Linked DNA regions of Bicyclus anynana: region 1 is linked to region 2. A link is a contact called in public Hi-C data. All regions are on one chromosome and are shown on one strand. Each heading gives the region's core, a stretch centred on a gene start, on an enhancer-like site or on the middle of the called end of the contact. The rest is flanking DNA. Distances are from core to core; before and after follow the strand shown. Region 1 has its middle 140 kb from the start of Trnam-cau. Region 2 overlaps LOC112051626 (homeobox protein cut).

Evidence for each region. Hi-C and Micro-C count contacts between places; a contact is called where the count stands out from the background.
Region 1: a contact with region 2 is called in a Hi-C map of whole larva, with 10 times the contacts expected there. The contact joins two enhancer-like sites. A contact is called at or near these places in 2 of 2 Hi-C or Micro-C datasets (whole body and whole larva).

What each region holds. Positions count from the first base shown.
Region 1 is chr8:6,286,460-6,291,133 of ilBicAnyn1.1, reverse strand. No RefSeq gene overlaps it. Among protein-coding and RNA genes, the nearest start is that of Trnam-cau, 140 kb to the left of the region's middle. Within about 2 kb of position 2,208, at least 8 of the 8 cell types and tissues checked have open chromatin away from gene starts, as enhancers often do.
Region 2 is chr8:5,911,397-5,915,572 of ilBicAnyn1.1, reverse strand. The region is part of intron 8 of LOC112051626 (homeobox protein cut); the gene reads left to right. Among protein-coding and RNA genes, the nearest start is that of LOC112051623, 20 kb to the right of the region's middle. Within about 2 kb of position 2,567, at least 1 of the 8 cell types and tissues checked has open chromatin away from gene starts, as enhancers often do.

The sequences.
Region 1 (4,674 bases), core at 959-3,458, 380 kb before region 2:
TCATTAGGTCATACTCCAGCCTGCCGACTAAATGCAGTTTATGGACTGCTAGCCTCTAGAGATCATTGTAGAGAATTTTGAGATACATAGAAATAGGTTTAATAATTATTTTTATTTGATTATAACGTACATTGATGCGTGCCCGGGACATAGATAACTCCTAACCTTTCAAATAAATAATGAGTGTGTAACCCATCAGACTATCTTTGAAATCACAGGCCTCAAAGTTAGACAAAAGTTAGAAAAATTAAGTCAAAATCCATCCAGTTATAGCGGATTTTTTTCACCTTGAAGTTATTTGTGACCATAATATACCCTACCTTTGAAAAGACAAGTTTTTACAAACTCAGACTAGTTCTAACCTGCCAAATAAAAATGAATCTTCGTCTTAATCCATCAAGTTTTCACAGATTTCAGGCTTCAAGTTATAAATGCGTGCCCAGGATATAACTGCCAACCTTACAATCTACAGTCGAAGTCTCTTCGATTAATCTATCAGCCTATAAAGACCTTTCACCTAATACCACAACAATATCACCAAAATGCCACCTCCATCTACATTCCCACATCGGCATAAAAACAGAATTGCGCGCAGTTTTTACGGCATTCGGCGGAACCGTATGACTAGACGCGGCGGATCATTAATCTCCAACTTCAGATGGGATGCGAGCTGGCGATAAAAATTACTACCAGCATATTCCCGCCATATTTCCCTGTAAAATCAAAACGCTCGAAACTAATCTTTGTCAATGGCGCGCGCCTAATTGCTTTAGATGAAACGGGGCTTCTGAAAAAAGTGCAGACACGATTATTATTTGGGTCGAAGATCGTTCTTTATCTCGTAATGTTTTGAGATATATGTGCCGATGCTGATCTATGATATTTGCTCTCAAATTTTAAATATTTACAGTAAAAAAACAAAAAATTAAATCGAAACGAAAATTAAAATGTGCGATATTTTAAGGCTATTATTATAAAGAAGATAAAAGGGCTATTATTATAGAGGCCGTGATAGCCCAGTGGAGTGTGACCTCTGCCTCCCATTCCGGAGGGTGTGGGTTCGAATCCGGTCTGGGGCATGCACCTCCAACTTTTCAGTTGTGTGTATTTTAAAGAAATTAAATATCACGTGTCTCAATCGGTGAAGGAAAACATCGTGAGGAAACCTGATAACAGAGAATTATCTTAATTCTCTGCGTGTGTGAAGTCTGCCAATCCGCATTGGGCCAGCGTGGTGGACTAATGACCTTACCCCTCTCGTTCTGAGAGGAGACTCGAGCTCAGCAGTGAGCCGAATATGGGTTGATGACGTATTATAAAGAAGTTTTACTTTTTATTTTTTTATTGTAATTGTGCTTCTGTACTATAAAAGCTTTATATCAAATGTATATCTATGTACTGGAAGTAATAATAAGGAAGTGATAGTAATAATAAGGTAAGTAATAAGGCTTGTTGTCTCTAAACACTTAGGTAGGTACTTAGAGGAAATATTGGCTTCAATTTTATTCTTGGAAAGAAAGTTACTGAGCAAGAGACAGCACGGTCTCCCAAGACTAATGATTAGACATTTTTTTACATTAGTTAAGAAAGTTTACTAGACTGAACTACATATAATCAGAAAGATGAGTTATTCGAATATCAAATAATTGGATACCTACAGCTAGAAATGGTTCAGTGATAATGAGTGAAGAGAAATGTTATAGTATTGAGATATACGAGTACATTATGTTTCCCTAGATCTACTCTTTAGCTGTATAGGAATACATTTCCTTATAAACTCAGAAAATTCTACAATACAAAAATTAATGTTTCTATTAATTTTTGCCTCGAAATAAATTGTTAAATAAATTATTTTTATTTCTTCTTTAATCTTTAACATATACATGCGAAAGGTTTCGTCACGAAATCTCGAAAACCTTCTTGTTGTACAAAGCTGAAATTTGGCAGGAAGGTAGTTTATAGTTAGTAGGTATCCACTGAGAACGGATTTTGCGATAGAGCCGGATTAAAGAGGTCTAATCGGACGTAGTCGTGGGCGTCCGCTAGTGTTATTATATCTATAGGTAAGTTAGTTCGTGAAAATGCCGATCGTAGACAAGAGCAATCAAGATCCGTCATTACCGTGTCAACGACTCTAACCCCATGAGGGATCACGTACAGTCGTGACTCAATGCAATAAAACATTTTTGAATATCCGTAGCTCCCACGTTCAAAGTTAAGGTGATTTCCCATGGTGCGTTGAAGTGCGAACAGAGCCGCGCCGAGCTCTTTGATACACTTTTGCTGTGAAGTAATATATTTTCTAAGTTCATGTTATATCTGGTAAACTATTTGATTATTTGTGCTAGTGATTCGAATAATAAATCAATATGTTATAGACATGACAAGAATAGGACAGAGACGTTTATGTTATTTTAAATAGAGTTTGTCATAGGCTTGGTTTTAAGCGTCAAGTTTGACTATTGTAGAGATTCTACCGCCAGTTCTGAAGGCAGTATCTACTGAAAAGAGTCATCAAGAAAGTCATATTATTTACAATATTCTGGTAAACTATTTGATTATTTGTGCTAGTGATTCGAATAATACATCAATACGTTATATACATGACAAGAATATGACAGAGACGTTAATGTTATTTTAAATAGAGTTTTTCATAGGCTTAGTTTTAAGCGTCAAGTTTTGACTATTATAGAGATTCTACCGCCAGTTCTGAAGGCATTATTCAGTTCTTTTCAGTTTCTACTGAAAAGAGCCAATACAATATTTATAATATTGAAGACATTATTCATAATATCTGTGTCTGTGACTGAAAATCTGATTCATAATTAATGAAAATTTATCGATCTCCTTTAATAACGAAGTATGCAGTGTAGATGTAATTATCGAAGAGGTACTTTTAGTAGAAGAAAGAAAGTAAACTGTGCTTGTAAATAGCGCTTTCTGAGTTAAGGTTATGTTCGCGTTATAAAGGCCTATGGGAGGTCACCTTAAATAAAGATAATTTTAAATACAAAAGGCCTCAGCACGCGGTGTAATCGCGAAGTCAAACTCACGATGAGATAAAAATCATGCGCTTGAGCGGAGCAAGTTGTTTTCATTATCAGATCGATGGGGGCGTGGTCTGTCCTCTAACTACCCATCTCCCTCTCCCCAATATATTGGTCACTCAATATCGCTCCGCGGAAAGAGACGGACAATTTCACGCTTGATCGATTGAAGGCTCTCTATATCATGTCCATATGTTCCTGGAAGGACAACTAGTTTTAAAATGTCATGACGGCTTAAGGCTTTTGCAAAAATGTTAAGTTTTATGCGAATTTCGTTTGCTATAATAATAAAATTGTTCTTTGGGCTTCTGTATGTATGCTATCGTTGCGTGTAATCTTAAGCGTTCATTATATTAGCCTTGATCCGCGGCAGTTCATTAACATAATCGTAGTGGTTAACAAGTTCATTAGTACTTGTAGTAGGCTTAAATAAAAATATGATAATAGACGTTGGGGTCCAAAGTGCTGGAATGGCGAAAGCGCAGTGTTGGTCGACCCTCCACTAGGTGGACCGAAAACATCAAGTGGGTTGCAGGGAGCCGCTGGATGCTGGCGGCTCGAGACCGTTTTGTTTGGAAGTCCATGCAAGAGGCCTATGTCCAGCTGTGGACGTCCATCAGCTGATAATGATGAAGGTCTTAGATTGGATACGTATAAAACTCTCACAACTTTAAGTTCACAACTTTAAATATAGCCATTAGACTTTACAAAAATAAACATTTGAATACTAGCTGACACCGTGTGGTTTCACCCGCATGGTTACCATTCCCGTAGGAATACGTGGATAATATATATCCTATTAGTGTGATAGCCCTATAGCCTTCCTCGATAAATGGGCTATCTAACACTGAAAGATTTTTTCTAATCGGACCAGCATTTCCTGAGATTAGCGCGTTGAATCCAACAAACAAACAAACAATACAAACAAACTAACTCTTTAGTATAGATTATACCTACCGGTAAAACTCTTTTAGCAAAGTTGGATGCAAATGAAGTTTTGGATTAGACTGCATCAGTATTTTCCAACATTATTCAAGAAAAATAGCGCCTTTTTTTGTTTGTTTGTTTTTAAATATTTTAAAAGTATTTACAAAAACTAAAGAATAAATATTGATTATTAGTCTATTATGATCTTCTACGTAATTGCTGTTAGTGTTTAACCTTGAAATACAAATTATAAAAAAGTTTGTATATGCGGATGTAAAGGAGACACGCGACAAATGTATTGGTGCCATCCGAGATCAGATTAACTACGATGTGCACTTTGAAAAATCATTATACTTGTGGTGAGGCAATGGCAAGTTACGTACATGTTGGTTGAATGCAAGGTGCTCCTGGATAGGGGTCTTTACACACGCACGATACCATGAGTAACCCTCAAAAACATAAAGGTATAGAATAAATTTTAAGGGGTGTCTAGGGAAAAGTAACCTCTACCACTCTGCTAAGAGTGAACGATTAAGAAGAAGGGAAAAGTAGCCAAGAAACTAAGTGTCAAGCGACTAGGGATTTTTTTTTTTTTTAACTAGGGAATTGGGGTCATGATTTAGCAAGATAACCTGTAAAAAATATAAAAATACACTCTGATAAATGAGATTTTAATAGATAGTTGGATTTTTTTTATATG
Region 2 (4,176 bases), core at 1,318-3,817:
AAAATAAATCATATAAAACTGCCTATAGACTTTCACTTCAGAAGTTCGTTTTTTCTTTTTTTTAACATTTGCCATGTATGTTTTAAATATGGCCAATTCAAAAAAGCAATATTTTATCACGGGTTAAGCGTGCCTAAAAATGCAAACATCCTACATAGATTAAATCACTGACACATAATATGTCAGATATTTTATGCAATCGTTTTTTTATTCTGGGCCCCCCAAAACCAATTGTGATACAGTGCCCCTCCAAAGCACGCTACGCCACTGGTAATGTTAAGATCTAAAACCTTTCAGCCGTCGAAAAGCCTTCGAATACAATATTAGGATAAAGTTTGGCACTCCAAAGCGGTCGGGACTTGGGGCGAAGCGTGAAAATCTATTTTCAATGGCCACTATCGGTCCGCGCAGGACACCAAAGCTTTGCCGAAGTTCCTCGTTTAGTTATCCATTCTAGCTCGTACACTCTAAAGTCTAAACTGCCGTAGTGCTCTTGGTTAAGCGTTAAGCAAATTTTAATATTCAATTGGGCTTTTGTCCATTGTGAAATTGCTGGAAAATTGCGTGTAATGAAACGCAAGGTTGTAGAACGAAGAAACTATCGGTAAGGGATTGAATAATGGCTTGCTTCGTTCGAATATCAAGTGCTTTAGATTGCAATAGATTTTTTTATTCTTCACAAGTTAGCTCTTGACTACAATCTCGCCATGTAAGTGATAATGCAATCAAAAAGTCAAAATTCATTTATTTCAATGGCTTAGTTTACAAACACTTTCGAAACGCCCAATAAAAACCTCAATACCCACTCCAGCAACACAGTCTTTTTCTGACTAGTTGGAGGTGAATGGAAATATTAGTCATATTAAAAAAATAATAAAGATGTGGGAAATATTCTTTAAAAAAACAATAAATTAAACCTTACCCATAAAAAAAATATTATCTCTGGTCCGTGCCCACGATTCAAATTAAAAATAAAAATGTTCGTATTTCAAATTTCCAGTTCAAAGTTCGAGACGAGTCTAACTGAAAGGCATTAAGCTCGATGCGGACGAGTGTGTTCCCTTCGCGATACATTTGCAAGTTGCCAACTTTGCTTTAAACGCTTCTGACAGCTACAGTTTCTGAACCGGTCCCGATAATCCCGCCATTGACCGAACAATGGACACCATTTTACTACTTTAGTAAAAAGTTTATATTAACTAGCTATCCTGGCAAACGTTGTTTTGCCTTATAAATTTTTGGGTTTACAAGCCTCATCAAGGAGTATGAAAAATACATAAAAACCTATTCTCAGACCTACTGAATTTACATATAAAATTTCATTAAAATCGGTTCAGCCGTTTTGGAGAAGTATGAAAACTAACGTAATTAACTAAATACATAAATATTTGTTTGTCTTTAAAAAAACAGTTTTTCAAATCTTAATTCAAATAAGGATGTATGGAGCAATTTGTAATTTGTAACTTGATGTTTTTTTTTATTTTTTACTAACTTTATAATTCGTAAGTCAATAACTTAATAAAGTGCACATACGAGTAATTATGATTTATTTTATGCATATTATCCAGCTAAAATTAAATTAGATTTTATTGAACTCTACATGCTAACTATATGGTTCAATGGTTAGCCTTTGCAGCTTCGGATAAAGTGGTCCTGGGTACAATTCCCGGGTCGGCCTAAGAAATATTGAGGTTAGAGCTGAGAAATTTTAAATTTTTTGAAAAAAAAACAGCTATTTTTTAATAGTGATCTATAAAGAGTCGAATATTTTTTTTCCTATCCTCACCAACCCACGTGGTAATAATAGGATGATGATGAAGCTTTCATTTAATCCTTTTAAAAAAAAACATTTAAACTAAATCAAAACTCAAACAGTAACTCTTCGACACATCGTAGACCGGCAGTGCTGAACAATATATCGTAAATCACAAACTTCCAAACAACAAATAAACTCTCACCCATGGATAATCCCATAATTATTACTCGATCAACTGCGAGTTAAAGTCAAAATAAGTTAGCAACATAATTATTCCATTAACTTGTGTGATTTTGTCAGTACCTACATATTAAATAATTACTTAGTCTTAAACTAATTTTATAGGACCGTCCGTTTTTTAATAAGTTTAAGTACCTAATGTTGGATTATATTTGAAAGCTCAAGATACTATTTGAATATCTACGCCATCTATCGATCAGAGGAGACATTAAAAGCATTTTAAATTCTAGATTTGTGGTTTGTTCTATACTATTAAAGTCATAAAATATTCGTGTCTTGTAAAGGAGCCAATCATAACATTACGATGAGTGAGGCAGACATTTAATTTACGGCGCAATTACTACTGGCAGGGTAGCCACCTACCTACTTATAACAAAAGACATGTCTCGCAAAAACTCCCCCGGCACGGCAACCACTTAGAAAGCGCCTTTGAAAAACTAAATAGCCGCTTAAAGAGCGTTTATGCTGAAATAACGCAAAAAGTCTAAAATAAAAAGCCCGGGTATGCGATGAACAATGTACGCGCAACGCCATCTGTTGTCGAGTGGCGGCGAGTGCGTAGGGTCAAGAAATTATTTCGCCAAGAATGCTCGCCGGCCCGCGGCCGCTTTGATGGCTTCCGACGAAGCAATCAGACCTCTTTACGGGCATATTTATGATTATAATACCATGTCTCGGTATACACTTTATGATGTTATACCTAACCGACTGTCCGGGATAATAGCAGCAAACTACCTAATTGTTACGCGTAAATGTTTGCAAGCGAGACAACATTCGGTCGAGTGTCGTTTGCTCCGCTCTCACCTAACTTCTATCAGGTATTTGTTAAACTTATTAGATAGTTTACTTCCTTTGTTGTCCTATCAAGACAAAGCATCATTTAAATCATCATTCACTTCATCACATCATGCAATTCATCAAATTCAGTCCTGTAGACTGTACCTACATAAGTTTTCAAGAAAATTTAATGCATTGGTCGAGTAAATTTTTATTTGACTGCACAGTTTCGACTGCGAATTTTATCAATAGATACGAGTGCGTAGATGTACCTATAGATCATTTACAGGTTTTTTAAACTTTACTTCTTATCAATATCATCAGGTTCAAAAGGACTAAAGAAAGTAAACATCAAATTTTATTACGTATCTGGGATAGTTTAGGATATTAGTTAGTCTCTTAACCAACAATCAAGATTTACGCTATTACTACTTGTTCAATACATAATGAATAATTAACGTAATTAATTCACTTTATAAAACTGGTGAAATTAACACCATTTTGCGGTGAATCATGTGTCATCATGACAACCCAGAAGCTATCTGGATAAAAGGACGACGGCTTATAAATAGATGCGTTTAACGAATATATTGCGCGCTAGTCGAGATGGCTTGATTGTGATAATTTAGTGCAATCTTATTTTAGCCCCACTAATTGTGCTGAGGACGCAATGATACGGACTTTTGGCATCAGATATGAATGAACCTATATGTGTCATAGGCACAGTAGGTGCAATGTAAGCGAAACAATCGTATTTACCAATAGACTAATGAGACTTTTTTTTAAACTTTCCGACTTTGGGTTCTGGCCTTTTTAAGATGTCATTTATGTAGGTATGTCTAGCCAATGCATTTTGTGCAATAATTATAAAAAATCTTACAGGTAATCGGCCTCGCGAATTTTATTTAAGAGTTTGTTACCTAAGTTAATGGAATTTAACGTACAGTAAACGTCCTCATATAATATCGAAACCTTCTTTAACAAAAAAATTAACAATAGGTACATACGAGTATTATCACTGTAAGTTGGTACCTTGGTACATTTACAGTTTATATAGGTACGACCAACTCCGTGAAGTAAATGTGCCACATGTATTTTTACATTTGTTTATGACTGTTTTAGATGTGTGTTCAACATTAAATGCGATTTCCAATAAAGCTCTTCAACATATTAAGGGCACATTACTCGTCGTGCGTCGACCGGCAATTATTTTATAAGCGGTAACCGCACTATCGTAAACACATCCCCGCCCACGCGATGTTTCGATTCCACAAAAGCGATCATTTAAAACGAATCCCGAAATTCGGTGTGAACAAAACAGCTATTATTATTGTGGGATAAATCACTTCAAAAAGGTTGATTTATTTGTAGTTTGCGCAATAAGAGTTATTGTTACCACATAC